2 separate regions of the Zea mays genome follow, and region 2 is linked to region 1. Evidence: chromatin contacts called from public Hi-C data. All regions are on one chromosome and are shown on one strand. Each heading gives the region's core, a stretch centred on a gene start, on an enhancer-like site or on the middle of the called end of the contact. The rest is flanking DNA. Distances are from core to core; before and after follow the strand shown.

Region 1 (7,111 bases), core at 1,313-3,812:
AGTCAAGCTAATCACTGAAATTCAGCACTGGCCACTATTCCCTATCTGAAAATTTCCAAAGTCTGCCAGCCTTCCTTCTAACACCATTTACTCCACCTTTTCATGTAGTACCAAGACCATATCCCTTAAACAAACTTGTACCCTAATAGCTACTCTACAACTTTGTTACAAGGAGTATGGCTTAATACTTCATAAATCAGACACAAAGGAGCTCCCAAAGTTGCTAAAAACACATAACTTCAGGCTTTGAAAATAAACTAAGTCCAGAATTCTAGAGTAAGGCATAGTACCATTGAACCAATTTTTCTACCAATTCCACACAGCTTTAGGGTTGAACAATTTAATCAAACTTGTGCACCAAGTGTAGCCCCACAGCTTTGTCATAGTGACCCTCCTCAAACTGTCCATGGATTGAAAATTATTAAGGCCTAAATATAGGTAGGTAGTAATAATTTTAGGATTCAAAAATTTAGGTCCAGACTAAATTGTGAGCTTTTCTCTACTTTTTGTTTTTAAACTTGGTATTCTCCACATATGAAAGTTGTTTGGTATGGAAACTTTATAAGTTTCATATTTTGACTTTTGGCCAAACGCTGCAAGATCATAATTTCCATTGTTGAGGTTAAGATTAAAGTTTCTCCCACTAGGTCTTCTGCTATCCACTGATTAAGACATTAGGTTTAAATTATTTTTAATCCCGGTGAATGCATTCTAGGTGTATTACAACACAACCCACAACCATGTCAATGCACATGATGTCATGCCAAGTTTTAGTTCTAGTAACACCAGGGGTGTTACATCCTTTCCTCCTAAAAGGAATCTCGTCCCGAGATTAAAGCTCGAGGCTAAGTAATGGAAAGGAAATGCATCACAATCTTTTTTTCTTATTTTCCAAGTTAAGTGATTACCTTTCTCTAGATTTACCTGGTCTAGTTCAATCAGTTGGCCTAGTCCAGCTTTCTTTTACATCATGTAGCCTTGTTTCATTTCTTATCTACGACGAGGGTTGAAGATCCAGTCTTCATATCCGAGAAGTACGGCGATCCGAATCGATTAATACCTAGCTGGGGATCTCCAACCACACGATATATGTAGCACTTAACCCTGGCTTATGTCAACTCACACTCGGGTTTCTCAAGACCAGAGCGGGTTCACGTGACCCGAGAGCACAGTACCCCACCATTTAGCCACTTGCTAGGTGGGAACACGTTACTCCCACCATCTCTCCACTCCCAGTGCGTGCGAGTTGTTCTTGTATTGGTCCGACCGAGGCTAAGATTTCCCATGATGAGGCATGTGGCTAGTTAAAGGGTCCTAGATCAGCAGGCCAACAATCGTTGCGGTCCTTAAGTGACACAGACGGGCGACCTTTCCAGCTCAACGTCTGGTCTCAAATAAAACTATTTCTGAAAACTTGGTACCTGTCAGAGATACCCTGCTGAAATGATGAAGTCATCAAGGCCTTTGATACCTTCATCACTCTAGTCCCTTTTTCTTTGTAAAAACATGATTCATATCTCAAAACATTTTGTTCCTAGTCTATAAGCATAATAAGCACATCTAGCTTTTCAAATCAGGTATCACGAATGATAATCCATAGTTCAAGGAAGTATGCAACAAAGTTTAATCATTCAACTCTTACCACCTAATGCAGCATATAAGTGATAAAAGTTTTATAACAACAAGGAGGTGGTAAATGCACTGGAGCTTGCCTTGATGAGGAGATGAGTCAGGCTCTTCTACTAGGATATTGCAGTTGGCAGCAAACCCTACTGGAGCACCCTCGAGAGTACCTTCAGGAACAACCTCAGTTGGAGAAGTTTCAGATGTAGGAACAGGCTCCTCTTCCACTTCCACTTCAAATTCTTCTTCTCGGTGCTCTACAAGTCAATATCAAGTATATGAATGCTCATGTAATGATATGCTATGCAAACTCTTACTCAGGGAGAGGTGGAAAGCTTAAATGCTCGTAATTAAACATTTAGTGATTATACTTATAGTTCTAGGTTACCTAATGTTGGCTTAACGCGATCAAACTAAATTTTCCTCAGAAAATCAGAGAATACATATTTTAAAGCTTGTCAACCTTGCTGTTTAATATTTTGTATGATTTAAGTTTTATTTAACCTTATAGTAATTCAAGGTTTAGAGTTCTAATTACCCATTTTTAGATAGTTTATGGTTCTCTAAGCAAATCGACTCCAAACAGGCTTAGATTTTTACCAGAAGCTACTCTAAGGAAAACTAATTTTTCCACAAATTTTTATGATTTTTGAATCTATGTTTTTATTTCTAAAATTCTTTTAGGCTTCTTAAGGGTACTTTAAAATGATTAAGAATTTACTAGTTGCTGAAAAAATCCTAAGAATAAATTTTAATAGAACTACATAATTTCTTGGATTCTACAAAATTGGTTTGGTAATTTTTGCAGTTTTCTACAATTTATGATGAATTCTGTAACCTGCTACCAAAAATAAAAAGGAAACTACCAATAGTACTGGGCCGAAACCGGTCCGAGAAGGCCCAGCACAGCCAGATATGGCGCCCTCGCACGAGGCACGTGCCTGCCGTTCCGCAGTTTTTCATTCAGACCCCCACTAAATCAATTAACCGAACAAGAGTCTCGTGCCCTATTCTGTTGTTTCACTAACATGTGCACCGAGGTCCTTTCCTTTTCGTTTATTCACAAACTCCGGTCCACGACCGTGGCTCCAGCGGCCCTAAGTCGAACACATGCTTGCGCGCTCGCAACTAGCCAACGGTGGCCGGCTCCGGCAAGGGTCAACACAACTATGTGTTATCCGAGCTCAGCCCAACATATCTCTTGAGTGAATCGGATTCAAATGACCTAAACCGCCCAGACCACAGTGACGGCGGAGACCTGAGCTCCGATGAGATAGACCGGAGTTTTTAACGCAGTAGCGTTCAACCCTTGGCTATGGAAAGTTTTAGCAATCTGTCAAGCATACGATGCTCACATTGGTTGGGTTAGGGAGGATCAGATTCAATCGGTCGACATGGAAGGTCTCCTCGACGGCGTTCACCGGATTGCTTGATGGTGTTCCGGTGAAACTACTACGGTAGAGTTCAAAAGGAAGATTTTGTGAGCAACACTATGACCCCTATGTCCTGAAATGTGAGCACATCGAACGTGTTACCTTCCCGAAAAGGTTGTCCACGGGGAGATGGGAGATTCGGTGGTGATGGTCACCACTGTTAGTGTCTGCACGACGTTCTGGCCTCCTCAACGAAACAGAGAGGTAGAGAGAGCTTGACGGTTTGTCTTAGATGCTGAGGGATGGCATGGCATAGGGCCTATTTGGTTCAGTTTTTTTTTCTGACCAGCTTTCCCGAGAATCTAGCTGTGGGAAGAATCTAGCAGTGTAGAGAATCTGAGTATCGTTAGGATTACGTGCGAAGGAAGATAAAATTGTTCATGAGGCTCAGGATCTATAAAGTGACGGATTACTACTATTGCGACGACTCAACCGATTATATGTTTATGTTGATTTTGAATGGTTTTTACCAAAACAAATTTTATAGAAGCTGGCTGAAAAGCTGAGTGTTTGGTAGTCCGCAGCAGCTTTTTGTGGCCAGAAGCTACAAAAAGTCGAAACAAACAGGGCGTAGTGAGCAGGCCAAGGGCTTAATTGAAATATATATACAGATTCAGTTTCCATCTCTTATCACCTCTTTGTTTAACTAGGGTCAAACACATGAGCTGCACTGGTTGGGGTTACACTGGGGGCTTTCACCGTGGCTAACTGGGGTTAAATTGTTCCTCTATATCAACTGCAGGCTTCCCATGCAGAGCCAAGCACATAGGAAACTTTACTTCTCCTTCTGTTGAATGTTGGACAGCAAGACAAATAGTGAAGCAACTGAGTCACTATGGCCAAGATTATTACCTCCTTGCTCTGATCCATGAAGTGGTAAAGCTGGGACAAGTTATCCCCCCTAGGCTACAAGTTCCTTTCGGTGCAATCACTAGAAACCTCCAGAGCACTGGTGGAGATGGATATGTTTCTCAGATTTCACAACCCTGAACTACTTCAGTCGACAGCAGTACCAACCTCATTCGCTCCTTTGCTCCCTTCTCCAAACAATGACAGACCTATATTACTGAAGCAATTTTGTTCCTTAACTATAGGTCTATAAGTTTACAATAGTTTTCCAGGGTCAAGGATACAAGAATCACAAACTATAGGTCCCCAAAGTTGGCTGAAATTCACAGGAACCATACCCAGTTATCTAAGACTGAGCACGAAACTTATAGCCTGACAGGGCACTTTCAGGTAGTTGTTTTTTCACCTTTTTGTGGGATCACATCCAACTCACTTAAGGAGATTGGTTCATTTACATATGATCTTCAACTTTGTTATAAAGATCACAGTCCAAAACCATCGAGAACAGGCACCACACAGCTCCAAAGTCATGCCAATCACTGAAATTCAGCACTGGCCACTATTCCCTATCTGAAAATTTCCAAAGTCTGCCAGCCTTCCTTCTAACACCATTTACTCCACCTTTTCATGTAGTACCAAGACCATATCCCTTAAACAAACTTGTACCCTAATAGCTACTCTACAACTTTATTACAAGGAGTATGGCTTAATACTTCATAAATCAGACACAAAGGAGCTCCCAAAGTTGCTAAAAACACATAACTTCAGGCTTTGAAAATAAACTAAGTCCAGAATTCCAGAGTAAGGCATAGTACCCTTGAACCAATTTTTCTACCAATTCCACACAGCTTTAGGGTTGAACAATTTAATCAAACTTGTGCACCAAGCGTAGCCCCACAGCTTTTTCATAGTGACCCTCCTACAACTGTCCATGGATTGAAAATTATTAAGGCCTAAATATAGGTAGTTAGTAATAATTTAAGGATTCAAAAACTTAGGTCCAGACTAAATTGTGTGCTTTTCTCTACGTTTTGTTGTTAAACTTGGGATTCTCCACATATGAGAGTTGTTTGTTATGGAAAACTTTATAAGTTTCATATTTTGACTTTTGGCCAAACGCTGCAAGATCAAAATTTCCACTGTTGGGGTTAAGATTAAAGTTTCTCCCACTAGGTCTTCTGTGATAGAACCACCCGAATTATTCCAGTTTAAGTGCCCAACTCGCACCTGTTGGGGGCCTTCGTCTTCCGAAGGTCCTCAAAAACACGACTAACATGTTTCCCAAGTATAATATGTGTACAGGAATCTTCGGACACGGGATAAGGTTGTACATGATATGAAGAGCGCAGTTCAGGAGAAGGATGAACCAATGCCGAAGCTACTCGTGGAAAAGCTTCGGCTCAACAGTGGAAAATGAAACCGACTTAAAGGGAAAAAGGCTGTCTAGTCCTCGATAGATTATCCCTAAGTCAATAGTAAATGTCAAGGGCATGAATGTAATTCCACACAGGCCGCGTCATGTGCCTATAAATAGATGAACAGTGATACCGTACTATTCACGCTGACTTGTATTCATTCGTGCGTCACACTTGAACTTTGGCCTTCTGTTAAACCAAAGGTACAAATGTAATTCGACATTGTTCATGTTTATTCATGATGATATAATAAAGATATATAAATGATGTCATATGATTATTTATGTTATTTCTCATGTTTCATATGTTTCTACTTACATTAATATACACTGTGATTATGAAGGTACGTCCTTCATAACCATCGTTTGAAGATCATTATATGCTAAGGGAAATAATGTTTCGAAGGATGAAGGACATTAACCACTAATGTTTTGTGTTGCCTTGTTCTTAACTCATAGCATTTGAGAACAAGTGACCAGCATTGGCGCCCACCTCCGGTGAACTCAATCGACCACCTTCGGCAAACCATGACCTTCGTCATGCCGCCGAAGAAAACTTATTCAGGGCTAGGGGCTGCACTGCAGCCACTGGACGTCAACCAGGACACACTGTGCGAAGCTCGAACTCAAAAGAGGAAGGCTACAAGTCCAACACCCCAGGAGGAGGAGCTGGACCAGGAGATAAGGGATCTCGAAGCTATCCATAAACATGTCAAAAGGAAGAGAGAGAAAATGCTTCGTCTTTCAGATCTACAGAAAAAGATCGATGAAGCTGCTGAAGAAATACGTCATCTTACTCAAGATGACCAGGACCGAAGACCTCCACAAAGAGAGCTTCGTCATGACAATTCCTACAATGATGATGATTGGTATGATGATTTTTCCATCATGGAAATTTTGCTTTTGATGATGCTTCTCCTCTATCAGCAGAACTGCAGGCTATCTCATGGCCCCCATCATACAAGCCACCGCAGCTCCCCATGTATGATGGGCACTTAGATCCGAAGCAGTTTCTGATGAGCTACGAAGCAACTATATCTTCGTACGGGGGCAACACCGCAGTCATGGCGAAGTCCTTTGTCATGGCAGTCCAAAGTGTGGCCCAGACATGGTACTCTTCTCTCCGGCCACGGACAATCACGTCATGGCAGAAGCTTAAGGACATGCTGGTCACTAGTTTTCAAGGGTTTCAGATGAAGCCAGTCACTGCTCAGGCCTTGTTCCAGTGCACACAAGACCATGAGGAGTACCTTCAGGCATATGTCCGAAGGTTCTTGCGTCTGAGAGCACAAGCGCCCACGGTGCCCAATGAAATCGTCATTGTGGCCATGATCAAAGGTCTTCGGCCAGGGCCTACGGCTCAATACTTCGCCAGGAAACCCCCCCAGACTCTAGAGAAGCTGCTTCAGAAAATGGATGGGTACATCCGGGCTGACATTGACTTCCGCCAAAGAAGGGAGGAAGCTTATAGATTTTCTGAGATGACTAGGGGCTTCAGAGGAAGAATCCACCCTAGGCATGTCAGGTCAATCCACAGCTCCAGTTAGAACGATGACAAAGGAAGCCAGTTTCAGAGGCCACAGCATAGCTCACAGTCTTCAGGACATCATCAAAGCTCCTTCAGGCCACCAGCCCCAAGGGGCAGAAGCAGCAGGGGCTTCGGAGGTAGATATGGGGATCAACCCAGAAAAATATATTGCTTATTCTGTGGTGAAGACAAGGGCCATACGACAAGAACATGTCAAATTACCATTCAAAAGCAAAAAGAGATCGCCGAAGCAGAAGCCCGTCA
Region 2 (7,111 bases), core at 2,087-4,586, 990 kb after region 1:
TGGTGTCTTCATCCCCTTCATATAATTCCCAGAGTTCCTGTAGAGCATGTAACTGGACTGTGGGAGGACACTTATGATCACGCGACCACTTCTCCGCACAACGCTGGCACAACCCTTTAGCTCGACGATAAGCGCGCAAGGCAGCAAGTTTGTCATCCAAGACACGAGCACGATGTTGTTCAGCCGGCTTTGTTTCTTCGATCACAGCTCCAGTCTTGTCGGGTCGTGCTGTCAAGAAAGGAGGCACTGAAGATTTGCCATACCCCTTTCCTGACGACGCCCATTCTGGACGTCGATGCTCCAAACGTCGGTCTGACGTGGCCACCTCTTCCTGCAGCAAGGCGAGAGCGCAAGCAGAATCCAAGGAAGAAGGCCGTTGAAGAATAATAGCAGCACGAATGTCTGAACGAAGACCATCCACAAAACGTTGCACAAAATAGAGAGGATCCACAGGTCGCCCGTACGACACCAACTTGTCTACTAATGAAGAAAACTGATCTACATATTCAGTTACTGTGCCATGTTGACGAATGCGAAACAATTGTCTAATAAACAACTCATGCTCATCTTTTCCAAAACGCTCTAAAAGCACGCGGCAAAAAACAGGCCAACTAGATAAGTGTGAATGTTCGTCCAGAGATGAAAACCACCGAGCAGCCCCCCCAACAAAATGCATCGACGCTACCCTGATCCATAGGTGCGGTTCTACTTCATACATGTCAAAGTAGTCATGGCTGCGACGGATCCATAATTTGGGGTTTTCGCCATCAAACACAGGAAAATTCAACTTAGGCAAACGACCACGCATCGCGCCCCCCATGGTTGGATATGACAGATCGCCCACATGCTGATGGAATTCCGAAGTATGCACAGCTGGAGAACGAGGCAATGATGAACACATACCCTTGACCGGGGTATGGAGGAGGGTGGTGACCGACCCAAAACCATCCTCCCGGTGGCTCGATTCGACGCGGTGCCCATGGGGCCTGTTGGCTGGAACTCCGGCAGGTTGTTGCTCGACAGCCGGTGGAGAAGGAGCGAGGATGCCCGCCATAGCGGACGAATTGTCCACTACAGCACGCTCCCAATTTTTGGAGATCTTGCCCACCTCGAGTCGCAGGTCATCCATCATCCCTTCCATGTTCATCCGCCAATCTTCCAGCACACCAGTGGCTTGTTCTAGAGCCCCCACGCAGCGGTCTTGTCCAGTGGTGAACTCCGAGAAGGTCGCGTTCCAACGCGACTCCTGCTCGGCCACTCTGCGATCCCACTTGGAGTCATGTTCAGAGAAACGCCGCGACAACTCATCCAGGATGAGTTGAGTGTCTGGATTCATGAGAACACGTCGGAGGCGAGCACGGGTAAAGTAATGCTGCTGGTCGCCGCGATCCAGCGCGTCAACACCCACAAGCCAAGGATCGGTAACCTTTGATACCACTTGTTAACGACTTGCATAAGTTGGAACACACACACAATATCTGGAGAATGCAGAGACGGAGAACAGAGTAGTTGAGATAGTACTTGGAAAGGAAGAAGAACTAGAGTCTAGAGTTCTGTTACAGCATAAAAAACCCTACGCGCCGTCGAACCCTTATTTAATAATCGGCTGGATTACTCTGTGCTGTTTACCCACGCCGGCCCAAAGACCTTTGGGTTGCGCTTCCTCAGCCTTTTGGCCCGACACGGCCCATCTCCTGCTGTTGCAGCCAAACCTTCTTTGTCATTTGCCGCACCGATGACTGCTTCCTCCGCTTCGCTGACAAAGTTGTTGTGTGTTGTAAGCTGTGAAAAAAATTGTTATAGGTTGTGAGTTGTTAAAAAGTTAAAAATCGTTTGGTGAAAACCATAAAAAACCGTTAAAAGTTTTTCGATATATGTTTTCACAGTTCTATCTGAAAACCACTAAAAACAGGTTCGGCAGTGCTTTCAATTTTGCACTGCGAAAAAAATCGGCTTTTACAAAAAACTACTTTATGAATCCAATCCTTTGGTTTGACTATTGGTTTTTATGGGACAAAAGTCAAAGCCAAAAGCAAACCAAATACATCCTCAGCTTATTAACCGACGACGGGAACGCTGAGCCGCTGCGATCACGCCGGCCGGTGCCCAGAAGCGGGGAGCCGAGCGGTTAGGCGGGGCCAGTCTAACGCTTACATTTATCTATATCCATATTTAAATTCCATCCTCTGAATAATGTATTCTAAACAAACAGTATTTTGAATAAACTATAGATAAATTATTGGACACGGTCTTACAATGACTGTACCGTGCGTTAACACGGTACGCAATCATATTTGTTGTGGGTGGGCATTGCGCAGCAAAAATTGTGGCCACTTCTGCAAACTTGCTTTTTTTCCCCTGATGTGATGTTTGGGAAAGTTGCTTCATAGCTATTATCCTCCCATCAGGTAGCTTACCCTGGAAAAAAGGAACATAGTTAATTATATGACTGACCATATACGTTTCTACAAATCTGCATTAATTACCAACATCTACAAGAAAATATTAGAAAATGCATTCGCAAGAGTAAATTGTGAGGAGTAACCTTGTAAACTGCTCCATATCCGCCTTCTCTAAGAATATTTTAGGAACTGAAATTATTATCTATAGCTAACTATAGTTTAGCATTACTGAAGATGTTTGACCTGTTAGTGTGTATATGCATAGTTCTCTTTTTGTTCTCCATAGAATCTAGGGTTCTTACTGTAAAGTTACCACATGTATTTTTGCCCTTTAAGCCCTCTAGAATATACAAGTTGTCATTCTCTTCATCCTAACATGATATATGTGATGAGCTTCTGCAAGACAGTGGTAAAAAAACCAGGGCTCTGGAGGCATTTATGACTTGACAGTAATTCCAACTTCATTTTCCTCTCTTAGTATCTTGTGTGACTCATGAAGTATAAGGCAATGCTGACTAGGCAATTCAGTTGTATACTGAATGAATATCGTCATCTAATGCTTGAGGTACACCAAGACTTCAGGGTTACTCTTTATTACTCTGTTGTTGATTTTCTTAGTGACTTGGTTTGTTTGATCTTCTAAGTTGTAACCCAAACGAAGGAATCGATCTATTTGTGAGTAGGCTAGCTGTTGGTTCAAGAGGGAAACCCTAAGCATGAGGGAAGGCATAAGTTACTGCAGGAAGAAAGAAGTCACCCGAGTCTCCTGAGACACCACAAGACCCATCTGGGAGGAAAAGACAAGAATGAAGTGCAGAAGAAGCAAAGCCCTAATCCTCTACATCTAATTTTCGCACTCCCATTTCCATCTGCAGTAGCTTATAGCTCTTTGCTCTACTTATATGGGAAGAGGATTCATACATCATCTTGGCTCAAGGATTACAAAGTGAGGAAAGAGCTCTGAAAAGGTAAATTTCCTATTCGTAATTTCATCAACTTGTTCTGTCACCAGAATTTCAAAGCAAACTGGAAGTCTTGTGAATACTTCATCAAACTTGCTCAATCTTGTGCTTTTCCATTGCTTGCACTTTATGGTTCTTGTGCCGATGCATTATAACCTGTAATATTTCAGGTTAGGTTTTGTTTCTAGCATACCTATTCTTCCATGTATAGTGATAAAAGCCAACATACTATTAGCATTAACACACACACAGGTCCTAGGTGCTTCACAGAACACATATGTTAGTTCTAATTTAAATTGTAGAGCATTATAGCTTTTATGTTAGACATAGAATCAAGATTTGCAAATTAAGCTCCTAGAATATAGCTTAAATTATGTAAGATCATTGGGGGGAGGGTAGGGCATTTAATCATTGGTAACTCTTTGATTTTTTCTGCTTACGCAACTGTTTGTTTAATTAATTGTTAGTTGTATGAAACATCTGCTTGAATTGAGCCAATAGTTTGACATTGCTATCTGTTTCCCTCATTATCTATTCCCTCTAGTTTTGCATTTGTAGCAATTGGTGAGCTCTTATTTTTGTTCATCTGTCTTCTAGTGATGGCTGTCCCACAAGTTGACAAGAAAATGCTTGGTGAACTTGAAGCCATGGGATTCCCAACTGCACGTTCAGTTAGGGCACTCCATTTTTCAGGTATGCCTTTTCAAACAAACTTGCTAGGTACAGGTTTGCATTACAATGTTTTTCTTTGCCAAAGACAGATCGATAATACACAAAATAGAAACTACACGACAGTTGGTCCCTTCTATGGTTGCGAAGTGTTTTTTTGTATTTGTGCCCATCCTTCCATGGTTTGTGTGTTATCCCTATTCACTGATGGCATTGCAGTTGATAGATATGCCATTTCGTAAAAATGCAAATTATACAAAGCTCCAGCAACATATTTATTATAGATATTCAGTATATTATTTATTTAGCATGTAGTTCAATAAATTGGAGAGATAATAATATGTCTTGTTCAGGTAATTCCAATCTTGAATCTGCTGTAAACTGGCTTCTGGAACATGAAAGTGACCCAGATATTGATCGGCTACCACTGGTAGGTGATTTCTTAACAAGGGATGTTCTTTATTAGCTGAAGTCCTTTCTCATGAGCACTATTCTGTGTTCTGATACTATTCTCGAGGTGTTGGTGGGGCTATAAGAAGTTTTCACTTCATGCAATTTGAATGTCCCTTAAAAAAATTGGTCGGAGATTATAGCTTGGAACCTTCCAAATGTTGTTAATATGAACCTGTGAAGCAACTGCCATCATAATACTTGACACTATAATACTACATTTATATTTCCGAATCAGGTAGTATAATCATGTGAACATTACTGTTGTAATGTCACTACATTGAAACAATTTGTTTTGATCCTTCCCTTGTATGGTCTAGATTCCAAGAGAAATAAGCATTGAATGCGGTGACACATCAGATGAAGTAAGAAATGACGTTGAAGGAATGAGGTTTGTTTCTGTTCCTTAAATGATTTCATAGATGATTTGCTAGAGAAATGTCATAGTACCATTTCAGTGGGGGGGGAAAATCAAATCCTGAGTAAGATTGTTAAATATCTACCTCAATTGAGGAATCAGCAATCTATAGCATATTTTGTATGGATGCAGTGTCACTGTGTGATGTCATAGCTTACAGTTCTGAGTCTTTGCCACCTCAAGGTAAAAACTTTATTTTTCCTTCTTCTGGATTTCAGATAACCTTTTTATCAAGGGACATTCCCTTTTTTTTTTAATGAAACGGTTATGTGTGTGTGTGTGTTTGGGGGTGGGGGGGGCACCTGTCCTTCAACCGGCCTGTTTACAAAGGCAAGTTAAATGCTTGTGTTTCTCAGTAGTCAACAAATGATTTATGAAAAAAAAATCTCGGTGACAGAATGCATGTACTGATCGGCATTTCTGTTGCTTGATTTATGAAAAAAATCTCGGTGATTTATAAAATGTAATGGATGATACTTGTCTTGCAGGGATACTGTGCAGGAGCAGAAACCTAAAGAACACACTGAAACTGGGAGACAGAATGTACTTAGTTTCTTCTTATTAGATGTATCAAATATTTCCTTTAAAACTTCATACCATGCATACTGAGTGGCATGGGCTACAAATTTCTCCTAAACTAGGAGACATCCCAGTTGGAACGAGAACCAAATGCAGATGGACAGGAGGAAGAAGATAGAAAGAGGTGTGTACCTTGCCTTGGATTAGGTTGCTTATCACGGATTCACCCCCAGTAACGCACCTGTACTGTACTTCCCAGGATATTAGCACTATATAAGCAAAAACGAGACGAGGAAGGGAGGGCAAGAGGGCGGATACGGAGTCAATTACAAGAGGATCAGGTATTGCATTCTCTTTTTGAAAATGTGCTTTCTCGCGCCAACATCTTAAGTGTATCCTGTGGTGATCTTCCCGAATGCTCCTTCTTGTTTGTACAGAGGGAGAGGATTCGAGCTGCTAAAGACCTTATGGAAGCAAAGAGAAGTCTCGAGGAAAATCAAAGGAAGCGGTGTGTTTCTTTCGAACGCGCGTCTCACTTGCAGCTCCCAAGATTGCTTCTTGAAGAGAAGCGATGGCTCTGTTTTGGCTGCAGGGTGATGGAGAGTCGGGTAGCAGATCAAGAGGAGGAGAAAAGAGCGAGGGAGAGGATACGCCAGCGTATAGCTGACGATAAGGTCTGTGCTGTCTGCTGCAGCATGCTAAAAACTCTGCTTAATTATACAAAAATAACCATGTACTCCTTACTGCAACTGAATTTTCTTCTTCTTCCCAGCATGATCATAAGTCATCCAGTAACAAATCCTTCATTTTTGTCATTTTTTTTTTGTTATTACCTTGGATTTCCCCCACACACACGCAAAATGTCACTCTATGTTCTGTTGAGAGTCAGATGAAATGCTACATCCTCCTGTGCAGGCAGAGAGGAGGAGACGGCTTGGTCTGCCGCAGGATGATCCTAGGGATCCCGCCGCAACCATGACGCCTGCAAAGGTCGTCGAAATGCATTTCTTCCTGGTTTCTACAGCATCTTCTGATAATGACGAGCGAAACCTCCAGGCGCATCGCTCACACGCACGCGTTTCTTGACCGCGCAGGTAAAGCCTGCTGGACGCGCCGTCGTTGCGTCAGAGCAGCTGAGAGACTGCCTGCGAACCGTGAAGAAGAACCACAGGGTAATAAAACTGAAGAACCCCCTCGCAGATGCTGTTTCTGGTTCGTTTTGATCTTAGTAATTCATTTTCTTCTTCTTCTGCTGCTGCTGTAGGATGACCCTGCTGCAGTGGCAAGAGCGTACCAGGTGTTGCTCAAGATTGTTGGCAACGTAGCGAAGAACCCAGGGGAGGAGAAGTTCAGGAGGATCCGGCTCAGCAACCCTGTGTTCAAGGTAAAGCAGCAGAGACCGGCATGCAGCGCAACTCGCGCTACACCATCTCACCCCACATCTATGCAAGCAGGACAGGGTGGGCAGCGTGCGAGGCGGCGTGGAGTTCCTGGAGCTGTGCGGGTTCCGCAGGTTCAGCGGCATCGGGTACCTGGTGATGCCGAGGGACAAGGTCGACGTGGCTCTGCTCACCGCCGCCGGCGTCGAGATCGCGTCGGCCTTGGAGAACCCCTACTTCGGCCTGCTCTCCAAGTGAAGCGAACGGCCGCTGTCGCTGCTTATTGCTAAACCATGATGTACTGTACAGCTA

The links. A called contact is a pair of places that touch in the nucleus more often than the background predicts.
Region 2: a contact with region 1 is called in a Hi-C map of tassel, with 4 times the contacts expected there. The contact joins the promoter of LOC100284470 here to the enhancer-like site in region 1. A contact is called at or near these places in 2 of 25 Hi-C or Micro-C datasets (ear and tassel).

What each region holds. Positions count from the first base shown.
Region 1 is chr4:44,784,774-44,791,884 of Zm-B73-REFERENCE-NAM-5.0, forward strand. No RefSeq gene overlaps it. Among protein-coding and RNA genes, the nearest start is that of LOC103653188, 60 kb to the left of the region's middle. Within about 2 kb of position 2,563, at least 16 of the 20 cell types and tissues checked have an H3K27ac peak or open chromatin away from gene starts, as enhancers often do. A contact at or near this core is called in ear and tassel, where this site is marked.
Region 2 is chr4:45,776,429-45,783,539 of Zm-B73-REFERENCE-NAM-5.0, forward strand. LOC100284470 (UBA/UBX 33.3 kDa protein) reads left to right here and starts at 3,337. Exons shown (of 12, transcript NM_001157365.2): 1 at 3,337-3,370; 2 at 3,962-4,057; 3 at 4,387-4,463; 4 at 4,804-4,874; 5 at 5,390-5,444; 6 at 5,543-5,604; 7 at 5,680-5,761; 8 at 5,858-6,094; 9 at 6,336-6,410; 10 at 6,515-6,592; 11 at 6,685-6,804; 12 at 6,875-7,111. The coding sequence starts at 3,964. The coding sequence ends at 7,057. It overlaps LOC103653200 (ubiquitin carboxyl-terminal hydrolase 1), which reads right to left. Exons shown (of 6, transcript XM_023302344.2): 4 at 5,613-7,111; 5 at 2,256-2,418; 6 at 1-1,782.